Regions from separate parts of the Oryctolagus cuniculus genome. Here region 2 is linked to region 1. The links are chromatin contacts, called in public Micro-C maps. All regions are on one chromosome and are shown on one strand. Each heading gives the region's core, a stretch centred on a gene start, on an enhancer-like site or on the middle of the called end of the contact. The rest is flanking DNA. Distances are from core to core; before and after follow the strand shown.

Region 1 (6,160 bases), core at 2,098-4,597:
GGTCTACGGGGCAGGTGGGAAGCTCTATTCTCTCTGTCTCCTGTTCTCCTGGGACCAACTTGCCAGCCAGGCAATGCCAATGACAGAGGCACAGGAGGGCAAGAGGAAGCATGCTCCTCAGCTCCTGATACAGCTTGACTTCTGCCAATCTATCATTACTCAAAGCAGATCACACATGCAAGTCCCAAGTCAGGGGCAGGAGAAGTATACTCTGCCTGTGATGACCCCCTGCAGAAAGTGGGAGACAGGAGCAAATGGAGGTTAGTAATGCGGTTTATCTAGATGAGATCACCCGGGATAAGAATGCAGGTAGAAAAAAAAAGGACTGGGCCTTAGACAAATACCTAAGATACTTCAGCATTTTCCAGTCAACCGAAAGAGAAAAAACTAGCAAGGATTTAGAAAGAGCAGCAGTTAGAGAATAATTAAGGGTTAGAGAATAATTAAGAGCACTAGTTAGAGAATAATTAAGAGAACATGAGAGAAATAAGACAGCACAATATTTCAAGAAGGACGCTGTCAAATGTTGCTGAGAAATTAATTCAGATGTGAACCAAGAAATGACTGGCAACTGGCAACCTGATCTGCCAGTCTAGATTTTCTATGAAAGCATAATAGGTCAGGTGAGAGGGAAGACCCTACCCTCTCCTTATGGGTTCCCAGCAGGAAATCGAATTCTGTTTGGATGATCACAAAGATCCCTCTGTCCAGAATGGCGGGATTAGGAAAGTGAGTAGTTGATTACAAGGTCAGAAAGGTTGTCTAACACCAGACTGTTGAAGCTGTTGAACGCCTGGCTAAGAACTTGGAACGCGGCCCTTTAAGCAATAGGAGGTCAATTAAATCTGAGTAGGGAGCGACAGATACTTGCTTTAGGAAGCAATATCTAATTGCAGTGTAAGATGGATATGAAAGATGAGAGACAAATGGCCAAAAGGCCAGTTAGCTGGTTCTGTGGCTCAGACATGGTGCCCAGGTCTTAACCTGTCAAGACAGCCTTGGGTTATCTGAGACTAAATTCCTAAAGCTTGTAGATGACTTCTTTCTCGCCTGCTTTCTCCTGGTTTGGCTGATCTTAGTTGATTTATGATAACTTCCCAACCAAAACCTGGATCTTGACCCTCCAATTCAACTTCCCATCTCAGCACTCATTCATCTGGGAGAAAGTAGTCTCACTTCTTTTGTTTCCATGTGGGCAACACCTCCAGCAGTGGGCTACAGAGGGAGATACAGAACCACAGACTGGGTCACAATTCCAGAAGGCTGCTCAGACTTATCCTGCCCATTCCTGCTACTCTCCTGCCCCAGCCCCATCTCTGCCCCTGTGCTAGACTGCTCACCCCCTACTAAACAGTCACAGAGTTCACAACCCAGTAACTGCCCTTGACACGCTGGCATAGCCTCTGTTCTTTCTCCTCTAGTCCCCCTCATCTCAGATGAGGCATCTGAGGGATTTTCCACCCCATGTAAATGCTGCTCCTAGCTAAAGCCTCACTTGGCCCTTCTAGTGACTCCCAGCGGGGGGTGGAGACAGAGAGAGGTTGTGAGCAAGCAATGACCCTGAAAGGCGGTCAGTATGTCGACTATGTGGCTCATTCTGCACCATTTTTCAAGAAGCCTACAAGGAAACTATACAGACAAATGTCTCACATAATGAAACAGTATTGCTAGCATGGCATAGTAATTTGGTTTGGAACATTTTTTCCTACATTCTCACGCCTGGGTTTCTAACAGATGCACAGAAAGATGAACAGGTGTTGTTTCTAGAACACAAGGATTACTTGAAATGAGCTATAGCTAAAATTGAGAAAACATTATTGGATCCGTGCTAGGATGTTCCTTGTTGATTCTACAGGGCCAGAATGGTTTTCCATAACACATCCGTCTTCAGTTGTTACGTGTGGTATTTCCCTGTTGTCCACTAGCCAAATATTCTTTAGCTGGCTGGTCCTAGCAGGAAATGGGCAAAATCCCGAAACTGGAAATTAGGAAGTAACGGCATTGGTACTCAAATCACAAGAGACAAGGTGAAAATAGATCTTTGCTTTAACGCTGCCAACAAAGGATTGGATGTGGCAAAAGTGGAAACTGCTACCTCATTTGCGTCACTACCATTTAGTAAGAATTGGTTTCCCTGAACTCAGCAGTATCTTTTGTGCCAAAGTAGCTGGCTGAGAAGCCTCTTCGCATGGAATCCTGGGGCTTCCCTGACTCCGGGTTCTAGCCGCGTCCTTTGCCATAGAATCCTTTTGTGATCTCTACCTCTGACTATAACTCTGCCACACTCCTGATGATGGAGCCACCCAGAGCCACCTTGTTCTCACAATACATTTATGTATTGGGCACCGTCAGAAACAGCTCTCAGACTATTTCATCATGTGATCTACTTCAGAGTGTGAAAACCAGACCCAGTGACTCTTGCCCAACAGTGGCCCAAGTCTCTGTAGCACAGTGTACCATGTTGTTCCCCTCATCTATGGCGCCCCCTAGCAGCAAAGTCCTTTTACACTCTAATGTCCCTTATTGCCCCGGGAGTTATTTTTTAAAAAAGATTTATATTTGAAAGGCAGAGTTACAAAGACAGAAGGGGGAGAGAGAGAGACAGAGAGAGCGAACTTCTATCTACTGGTTCACTCCCCAAAAGGCTACAATGCTGGGCCAGTTCAAAGCCAGGAGCTTTTTCCAGGTCTCCAATGTGGGTACAGGTGCCCAAGCACTTGGGCCATCCTCTGCTGCTTTCCCAGGTGCATTAACAGAGAGCTGGACTGGAAGGGGAGCTGTCACAACTCCAAACAGTACCTGTATGGGATGCCGGCATGGCTGGTGGCGGCTCAACCTGCTACACCACAGTGCCCAGCACCGGGAAAGAGATCTTGCATCCGCTGATTAACTCCCCAAATGGCTGCAATGGCTGAGAGTGAGCCAGGCTGAAGCCAGGAGATAGGAACTCCGTCCAGGTCTCCCATATGGGTGGCAGAGGCCCAAGAACACATACCATCTTCTGATGCTGTCTCAGCAAGCACAGCATTTCCCAGGCATATTATTATCAGGGAGCTGGATCAGAAGTGGACAAGCCGGGACTCGAACCAGCGTCCATAAGGGAAGCCAACATCGCAGGCAGCGGCTTAATCCTCCAAGTCACAACACAAGGCTCCTGGATACAACCTTCTCAGAGTTACTCCGCACAGAGTAGCTCACAGCAATTTCCTCATTGATCACCATATTGGCAAATGTTGGTATTGATTAAATCTCACAGCTCTTGCCAATAAAACTTTATTAAGGCCCAAATAAAACTTTGAGTAGGGCAACTAGGCAAAGGAGGAAATGACAGTCACACTCAACGCTGCCACTTTGGGTCTCTGAGGCAGGACCTGGGTCCACTGACCCCTTTCAGCCTCATGTCCTTGAGTGTGTTCTTGGCCTTGCCTCTTTTCCCCACTATCACGTCCAGATGAAATGGGGACATGTGAGTAAAAGTAGCTGTGAGTGTCTCTCTGTGCCTCCAACACAGGCCTACAGTGACCCGAGTTACACTGGTAAAGGAGTAGAGTCTACGACTTGAGCCTAAGCTGAAGAGTCAAGTCTCTTAGAATTTTTATTGAGCACCTTCTGTATGCCCAGTACCAAGGAGTTCCTAGCACTCAGCTACCATCACTAGTGCTGACGGGTGGCCCTGGACGGGTGATTACGTTGCATGCCCTCAGTAGGGATGGTGCAATGCAGGGTAACTGGGCCCTCGAATGGAACAAGCCTGGGCCACAGACGAGCCCAAGGCAGAAGAAGCACAGCTGGCTCCTCCATCTCGCCTGCATCCTGCCTGGAGCGCAGAGTCAACAGCGATTTTATGGTGTGGTCATTATTTTCTATTCCCCCCCTCGGCTCCATGACCTCATGTCTGGTGCTTTGACTGTAAACACAGGGCAAATGCCAAGACCAAAAGGAAAGTCACCAGGAAGCCCGGCTTCATGTGCCAGACCCACCTTTGTGCTTTGGACTGCTGCTTTGTTTGTTTAAAGATGGCAGGGAAAAGGTGCCACCTGGCTCAGTGCTCATTTGCTTCCTGCTCTGTTAGATATTAAACCCCCAACCAGGGCACGTCTAAGTCTCTGTTACTATAACCCACTGAGCAGCCAGCTCAACACCAGCAATGGACTGCCTCCTCCCCACCTCCCCCTCTCTTCTTCTCTCCCCAGGATCCTGTGAGCCGCACACCACACGGTAATAAGCAAGGGGTAAATGTACACTTGTTTCTGGTTCTACTCATAGAACAATAGAACAAACAAAAGAACTGTTAATTTAAGTTTTTGATAGGATAAAAAGATTCCAAATAAGCTTCCCTTAACAAATTCCCTTTGCCATTATAAACTAAGACATGAGCTTACTACCCAGACAATACAACATTCGTGTGTTATTGAATTAGCTTATTACTTTTGTTAAAGTACATTCTTGTGGTCACACTGCTTTTCATTCAAACCTGAAAAAAAAATACTACATGGGATTTAAAAAATAATTGTTATCAATGTCCATATTTCTCCTTGATTAAAAACAAATTTTAAACCTCCCAGCCAAGTTCTCTCAATGTTTTGAAGCTATCTCATAACAATGTCTAATTTATTAAGTCCCAGAACATTATAACAACAGTAAGTCTTTGTGTAAACCTTTGGCAGACTGGAGAGTTTTGGTTAAAAAAAAAAAAAAAAAGAACGTGAGAGATCCAGCAGAGTGCAGTGTCATTTTTGTACCATCTAATCCCCATTACGAAGTGATTTTTATCGAATTGAGAAGTGATCACCTGGCAACATAAACCCCACTGGAAAACCTAATTCAATAAACCAGAGGGGTTATTCCACGTCATCTACATGCTCAAACAAGAGCAAGCGAGCGAGCGAGAGAACACTGGCTTTAAGAAATCCGTACTTTCCAGCCAAAGGCCCTTCCCAGCTCTTGGCTGCCTGATCAGATGTCTGGAATTGTGAAAGCAAAGAAAGTTTATGGGGCTCAGGGGGCACCTTCTGATTTAGCCTAAGACGGAGATGTGAACCGGCTAACTTGCTCCGTAGTCCACATAATTATCTTATAATCACATAATTATCTAATAATTATTATCTCCATTTCACAGATGACGAAACAAAGACAAAAATAAAAGGAGGTGAGAAACCTGCTCAGTCAGGCGGCTAGGAAACAGCAGACTGAGAATGCAAACCTTTCCGCGGGGCCCACATCCCTCAACAGGACGAAGGATGCATCTGATGAAGCTGCAGATCTCTGCCAGCCCCATCGGTTGCCTCATCTGGGCATGATAGAATGGGGTGACCCAGCTCACTGCGCTGAGTTGTAACCCAGCAAATATTACTGAGCAACTTCTATGTGCCAAGCACCCTTCTGGGGGCCAGGGAGACGGCAGCCGACTGATGGACAGAGCCCCATCCTCACGGGGTTTACGTTCTACCAAGGAGCAGCAATAGATCAACAGGAACATCATGGTACCCAGTAGGGGTAAGGGCTACGAAGACAAATCAGGAAGCACAAGGAGGAAGGCAGGCTCGGGTGGGACTACTGTTTCATACAGACGGCCAGCGAAGCCTTCTCGGAGGAGGAGGCATTTGAGCAGAGACTTGAGGACGCGGCGGGTGGGAGGAGAGAGTGAGCTCCGTGACGTCCTGGGAAAAAGCAATTCAGGCAGTGGTGACACCAAGGGAGAGGCCTAAGCAGGCTGCTGTGCCGAGCTAAGGGAAAGACCTCAAGATGGATGACAGGGTGGCTGCAGCAAGGCAGTAAAGGGGGCGAGGTGAAAGGCATGGAGGAGAACGGGGTGGCTGGGAGGGCAGTGATCAAAAGGGGCCCCGCGGCCTTTCGGTAGGACACTTTGGATGTACTCTGAGATGGGAAGGTTCTAGAAGGCTTGCAGCAGAGGGCTGCCATGCTCAATTTACATTTTAAGGAAGCCTGGGAAGCTTCCAGCTATGCAGAGGATGAGAGGCAGCATGGTAGTGCCCAGTGTCGTGGATTCAGACCATGTGATCTGAGGCATTTCTTCCAGTCCCAGAATTCACTGGGCCCTATCATGAGATGGGTTTTTTAAGATGATCACCAGGGGATAATAACCAACAGAAGTTCTTTTTTTCTATTTAAAAACAATCAGAGATGGGGGCTGGAGCTG
Region 2 (6,160 bases), core at 2,743-5,242, 170 kb before region 1:
CAATAAAACCTCTAATTTTTTTTCAATTATTGATATAACTATTTCTCTCTGGTCTTAGTATGTGGAATCAGCTGATTTTTATAAAGACTATTAGCCCAAGTGCTTACCTAATGTCCACTTTCCCTGGAAGAGATCATCCTCCCTGGGTCACAGTGGACCTAATCAATAGACTTGGGCATATTTCTAGTTTTATGGCCATGCTGTAATAACCACATTTGATCATTCTGTCAATTCTTGGTTCTATGACAAATCATTTTGTTAATGCCACATGTTATTATTGTTAAGACCTTACAAATTATTAACATTTAAAAATATTTATTTAATGTTATTTCTTTGAAAGGCCTTGAGAGGAAAACAGCTTCCATCCCTAAGTGCCTGCAGTAGAGCAGGCTGGGCCAGGCCAAAGCCCAGGAATTTAACCAAGCCCTTTACATGCTTAACGGAGATCCAAGTACTCAATCATCACACGCTGCCTCCATGGGTGCACATTAGCAGGAAGCTGGAATTGGAAGTGGAGCTGGGGCTTGAATCCAGGAACCCTAATATGGAATGCGGATGTCCCAAGCCACCCACCTCGTAGCTTTTTTTTTTTTTTTTTTTTGACAGGCAGAGTGGACAGTGAGAGAGACAGAGAGAAAGGTCTTCCTTTTGCCGTTGGTTCACCCTCCAGTGGCCGCCGCGGCCGGGCCAGCACACTGCACTAATCCGATGGCAGGAGCCAGGTGCTTCTCCTGGTCTCCCATGGGGTGCAGGGCCCAAGCACTTGGGCCATCCTCCACTGCACTCCCGGGCCACAGCAGAGAGCTGGCCTGGAAGAGGGGCAACCGGGACAGAATCCAGCGCCCCGACCGGGACTAGAACCCGGTGTGCCGGCACCACAAGGTGGAGGATTAGCCTAGTGAGCTGCAGCGCGGTCCGAAAATTCTATTTCTAAAGCCCATGGGAGACCAGGAGAAGTACCTGGCTCCTGCCATCGGATCAGCGTGGTGTGCCGGCCGCAGCGCTCTGGCCGCGGCAGCCATTGGAGGATGACCCAACGGCAAAGGAAGACCTTTCTCTCTGTCTCTCTCACTGTCCACTCTGCCTGTCAAAAAAAAAAAAAAAAAAAAAAAAAAAAAAAAAAAAAAAAGGCGTAATAAGCTTCTCACCCCAAAGCCAAGTTAGATCACAAAGGTATTTCATAGAATCCCAAGCCACCTGGCTGCTGAAAGACTTTCACATGCAAATAGATCTAGTCTATTTATTTTTGCTTACAGAAACATTAAATTCACCAAATTAGAATCAAGTTATTGAAGAGAAATTTTGAAAAATCCTACTTTCGTATTAATTAACTGCTATACTTTGTAACAATTTTAACCCATTTATACTCAAATCTTTCAAGTTCCACATCCTCCTTTGTTTGAAATCTCAGTTTGTAGGAGGCAAATCTACATAAGAATGCTGAAAGGTAAGACAAATTTCAGAATCTACCACCTTGTGTCTAATGGTTTGAGCTGGCCAACAGAGGAAGGGCTACCTATCCAGGGAAGTGACAGGGACCCGGTCACCACAGGGACTCAGCCACCAGGCCATCTGCCCGAGTGTCCTGGCTCGGCCACTTGGATGGGGGACAACTTGACTTATCTTCTCCCTGCCACATTTCCTCATCTGTACAGTGGGGATAATGAGCGTATCTCTGTTTTAGGGTTGTTATAAGGATCACCTGAGTTAATATTTGCTAAACCTGTAGATCAGTGCCTGGAGCCTAGTAAGTTTAGTGCTAAATAAACCAATAAAAACATGTAATCGTGGATGTTAAAGGGCTATTGTCTAGAGATGTTATAAAAGATTTCTGTATGTTCAGAAAAGTTGGCCTCAAAGACCTTTACGATCCCTTCCACTGCTACATTCTGTTATTCACCCCTGCCAGTACAAGACACGCCTGCCCCCGTGTATCCCAATATTCCTTACCCATTTAAACTTTCACTGTGACTTTGGAGAAAGTCTTTCTGCCCCTCTTGAGTCTATCCAAACCTTAGCATCATCCTCCATCAGATTTTCTCCCCTAGTCTCCGGTGTGATGGATTGCTGTGTTGGATTCGCTCTTGTTTAATGCCCAGATCACTGGGTGCCAAATCAGATGGTGAGCCTTGTGAGAACAGCGGTAGGCTTCACTTAGGTCTGCCAGCGCATAAACAAGTATTTCTTGAGCAAATAAATGGTAGAGGAAGAAGTGAATCGGGAAACAGTTCTCTAGTGATCAGTAAATGCAAGCGAAGGGGATTACATAGTCAAGGTTTACACTGTTCATAAGTGGTTCCCATTTCTAAGGAGTTTTGGTTCATGACTTCCCCTTCCCCCCTTTTTGGTCAGATCTACTGTAGGCGAAATTTTTGTAGATTAGCTGGCTCCCCTTCATTCCTTCTCTTCTGAAATGTGTGGTAAAGCAAAAAACGCCTAGAGCAATAATTTGTGGATTAAAAAAAAACAGCTGCGCATGAAAAATAATTGATGTGGTTTAAAAATTACTCCGAGGTGGAAAGCAAAATGCCTTTTCAACCTACGCTCTAAAAAGACAGCTAAAGCTAATTCCTTACAAATAATGGAAGGGAAGCAGAGACAGGCACATATCTGTGAATAGTCAACTGAATTTAAAATAAGTACAGGTAGAAACTTCAGTATAAAAAAATTAGAAAAGATTGATTGCAGAGAGAGTACACAGCTGAGGTTCGAGAAGCCTTATCTATACCCTTGATAATAGGGTACACATAATTATAGTTACACAACTATAAGAAAGCTGATCACTTTGGCTTCTTTGTAAGTTAACTTTTTTTGAAATGCCTTTGTAGTTTTGGTCCTTTTTTCTATTAGGCCTCTCAAATTTTCCTGGGAGTGACCCAAATGGCAAACATTCTCTACTTATCGTAGTTCCCAAGGTGCTGTTATCACTACTGAGCTGCTGCAACCCACTTCCACCTGGTGTGCAGGTATGTGTGGGACCCCAGAGAGTGGGATGAGACTGGAAGATTCAACAGGATGTTCCTATAGCAACATGACACACACAACAGTGGACTGAATTGTTTTGTTCTTCTGTGGATCTCCATAGACATTTTATCTTTCTAAATCTATAAAAGTATTTTATTCAGATCACTTGTTACTTCATTTGAAATGCTTAGTTCTATAAGACATGCTTAAGAGAATTTTAATTCTCTGGTTCTCTTTATATAAAGAATGTCTGAATACTTAAAAAAAAAAAAAGCCAATATTTTACAAGGAAATTCAAGCAGGAAATAGAAAAGGTTTTAGTCATTATTATTTAAATTGCTGTATCTCTTAGCTAATTCACACAGGAAGCCTAAAAATTAAGCAGCATTAAAATGTGATGAGTCACTACCATATTTCTTTGCTTGATTTGAGCTTGTTGTTAACATTAATACTTCATAAACAGTAGCTAAGCATAAAGTTTAAAAGTATCTCATGCTTTTTAAAAATCTTTAAGTCTTGTAGTATTTAGCAGTGTCTGTATAAAAAGATTAAAAAAAAAAACCCAAGTCTGTATCACATTTGTTGTAATCTTTTTTTTTATTTTTTTATTTTATTTATTTATTTTTTTTTTTGGCAGGCAGAGTGGACAGTGAGAGGGAGAGACAGAGAGAAAGGTCTTCCTTTGCCATTGGTTCACCCTCCAATGGCCGCCGCGGCTGGCTCACCACACTGATCCGATGGCAGGAGCCAGGTACTTATCCTGGTCTCCCATGGGGTGCAGGGCCCAAGCACTTGGGCCATCCTCCACTGCACTCCCTGGCCACAGCAGAGAGCTGGCCTGGAAGAGGGGCAACCGGGACAGAATCCGGCGCCCCGACCGGGACTAGAACCCAGGGTGCCAGCACCACAGGCGGAGGATTAGCCTATTAAGCCACAGTGCCGGCCACTGATGCCTTCTTGCAAAGTCCTCACAAGATAGAGGGGCCACCTAATTACCCTCCCAAAGGTCTCACCTCATGGTAGCATCCCTTTGGGGGTGGAGCTCACCATAGGAGCTTTGGAGCTGTGCAAACTTTCCAACCATAACAGCTTCTTCCCAGGTGAGCTTGTGCAAGTTACTTAAATTCCAAAGACAGGACCCTGGAATGGCTTAGAGGAAAGCACCTCTCTGCTCAGGTTCCAGGGGTAGGGATGGGAAAAGATAAATGGGGTCGGGTGGGGGCAGTGAGAGAGCTGAATGTGAGAGAGAAGGAAAGAGGTCAGAGGTTATAAAAGTAGCTAAAAATGTTCCGTTCTGTTCTCGTTCAACATTTTCCGTTACTTGTTTGAATTTTTCTATTTGTTTAATGGTGAAATCTGTTTGCTTCCTGTCAGCTTCTTCTTAGTCATGGGAGAACTTTCTAGAACGAATGTGCTTGCATGAGAACTGACCAAGCGGGCCCACCCAGACCATGGCAGTGAGATCACTTCTTGTGGCACTTGTTTTCAGTCTGCTTGCCATCTTCCCTGATGTGTCACCGGCACTGTGTTGGGACCACACCCACAAAAACATCAGAAACAGATTTTCTTTAACCGCAGATGACACTGGTTTGTTGGGATATTTTCCACCAGGCCTCATAACTATCTAAGTAATCATGCTTCCTCCTCTTTCAACAAATATGTATTGAGAACTTGGTAAATTGAGAAGTGGAGTTCTCAACGGGTGCCTGGCACCAAGGATAGAGAAGAATTCTTCACAATGGCTGTCCCTGGCTACTCCATAGTAGTGGCAAAGCCAATGTGACTTATGCACTGTCAGTGCAGACTGTTTTTGTAAGTCACTTGCCAACTTTTGATTATTCATAACTTTTTCTTAAAGCCTGTGGTCTCTATTTTTGCTTTCTGTTTCGTCCCTCTGCTCCCATCATTCTTTGCAAACAAATCAGAGCATTCGAACTTTATCCTTTTCTCTCAAGGTCATGCTTGTTTTGTACTCCTCTTCAGGCTCCATTTAGTGCCTTCTTCTTCTGATAGTGCAGGTTAGTTGCATTCACTTATCTTGCATATTACATAATGATATTGCATTTCTGGTATTACTTCTTATGAGGCCTAGGCCTGTCTAGATGTGTAACTGCAAAGATGAACTGGCTATTGTCTTTGCCCTTTTTTAGTAGTAAGGTCTGCCTTTCTAGAGAGCCTTATGGTGTCAATCACATAAAATTAATTTTGACCTTGCTCGGGCATGAGATGAGAGTTCAAAAATCCAGTGTTGGAGCTGGTGCTGTGGTGTAGTAGGTTAAGCCTCCACCTGTGGTGCTGGCATCCCATACGGGTGCCAGTTCATGTCCCAGATGCTCCTCTTCCAATCCAGCTCTCTGCTTGGCCTTGGAAAGCAGTAGAAGATGCCCCAAGTGCTTGGGCCCCTGAACATTTGTGGGAGACCTGGAAGAAGCTCCTGGCTCCCGGCTTTGGATCTGTCTAACTCCAGCCATCGTGGCCATTTGAGGAGTGAACCAGTGGATAGAAGACCTTTCTCTCTGTCTCTCCTTCTCTCTGTCTGTAGCTCTGCCTCTCAAATAAATAAATAAATCTTTAAAAAAATATGTAGTGTTACCACTAAATTTGGCATAGATCAGTAGGAGTGATATTCTTCTTGAGAAAGTAGCAGCTATGCTATGAAATATTCTTTCTCTCTCTCTCTCTCTCTCTCTCTCCACCTCAAAGAAATTTTTTATGGCAAAAAATAAAGCATAATGCAACTTAAACTAGGAACCAGGCCAAACAACAGGGATTCACATGTGTGTTGTGATGATGGTGATCATTTTGTCATTATCTCATCACAGATATTGTTATCACTACTAATGAGAGTGACATTGTGAAATACATATATTTGGTCTCTGGCACTGTTTCCTAGCATGCACCTTCTAAAATCCCTGGATTCTCCCTTGTGAAAGTGGGCTTTTCTATGCTAATGAGTTAGATTGATAGTGAATCAGGCCTAGGTAGCTTCAAGATGGGAGCTGGTCACTAGAAAGACCAGGGCAGGGTTCGAGGGGTGGGACTTTCAGCTTCAGCCCCCAACTGCTGGAGAGGAGAATGAGGATGAAGGTTAGTTAAGTTGATCATCAATGGCCAAAGATTTAATCAGTCACGCACATGTAATGAAGCCTCTGTGAAAACCCAACAGGAGCTGGCGCCGCGGCTCACTAGGCTAATC

The links. Hi-C and Micro-C count contacts between places; a contact is called where the count stands out from the background.
Region 2: a contact with region 1 is called in a Micro-C map of ear pinna, with 2.5 times the contacts expected there. The contact joins two enhancer-like sites. A contact is called at or near these places in 3 of 6 Hi-C or Micro-C datasets (ear pinna, liver and an unstated tissue).

The regions. Positions count from the first base shown.
Region 1 is chr11:98,520,953-98,527,112 of mOryCun1.1, reverse strand. LOC108176672 (a long non-coding RNA gene) reads left to right here. Exons shown (of 3, transcript XR_001793388.3): 2 at 5,120-5,496; 3 at 6,143-6,160. Among named protein-coding and RNA genes, the nearest start is that of USP44, 77 kb to the right of the region's middle. Within about 2 kb of position 3,347, at least 1 of the 8 cell types and tissues checked has an H3K27ac peak or open chromatin away from gene starts, as enhancers often do.
Region 2 is chr11:98,689,578-98,695,737 of mOryCun1.1, reverse strand. No RefSeq gene overlaps it. Among named protein-coding and RNA genes, the nearest start is that of NTN4, 22 kb to the right of the region's middle. Within about 2 kb of position 3,992, at least 3 of the 8 cell types and tissues checked have an H3K27ac peak or open chromatin away from gene starts, as enhancers often do.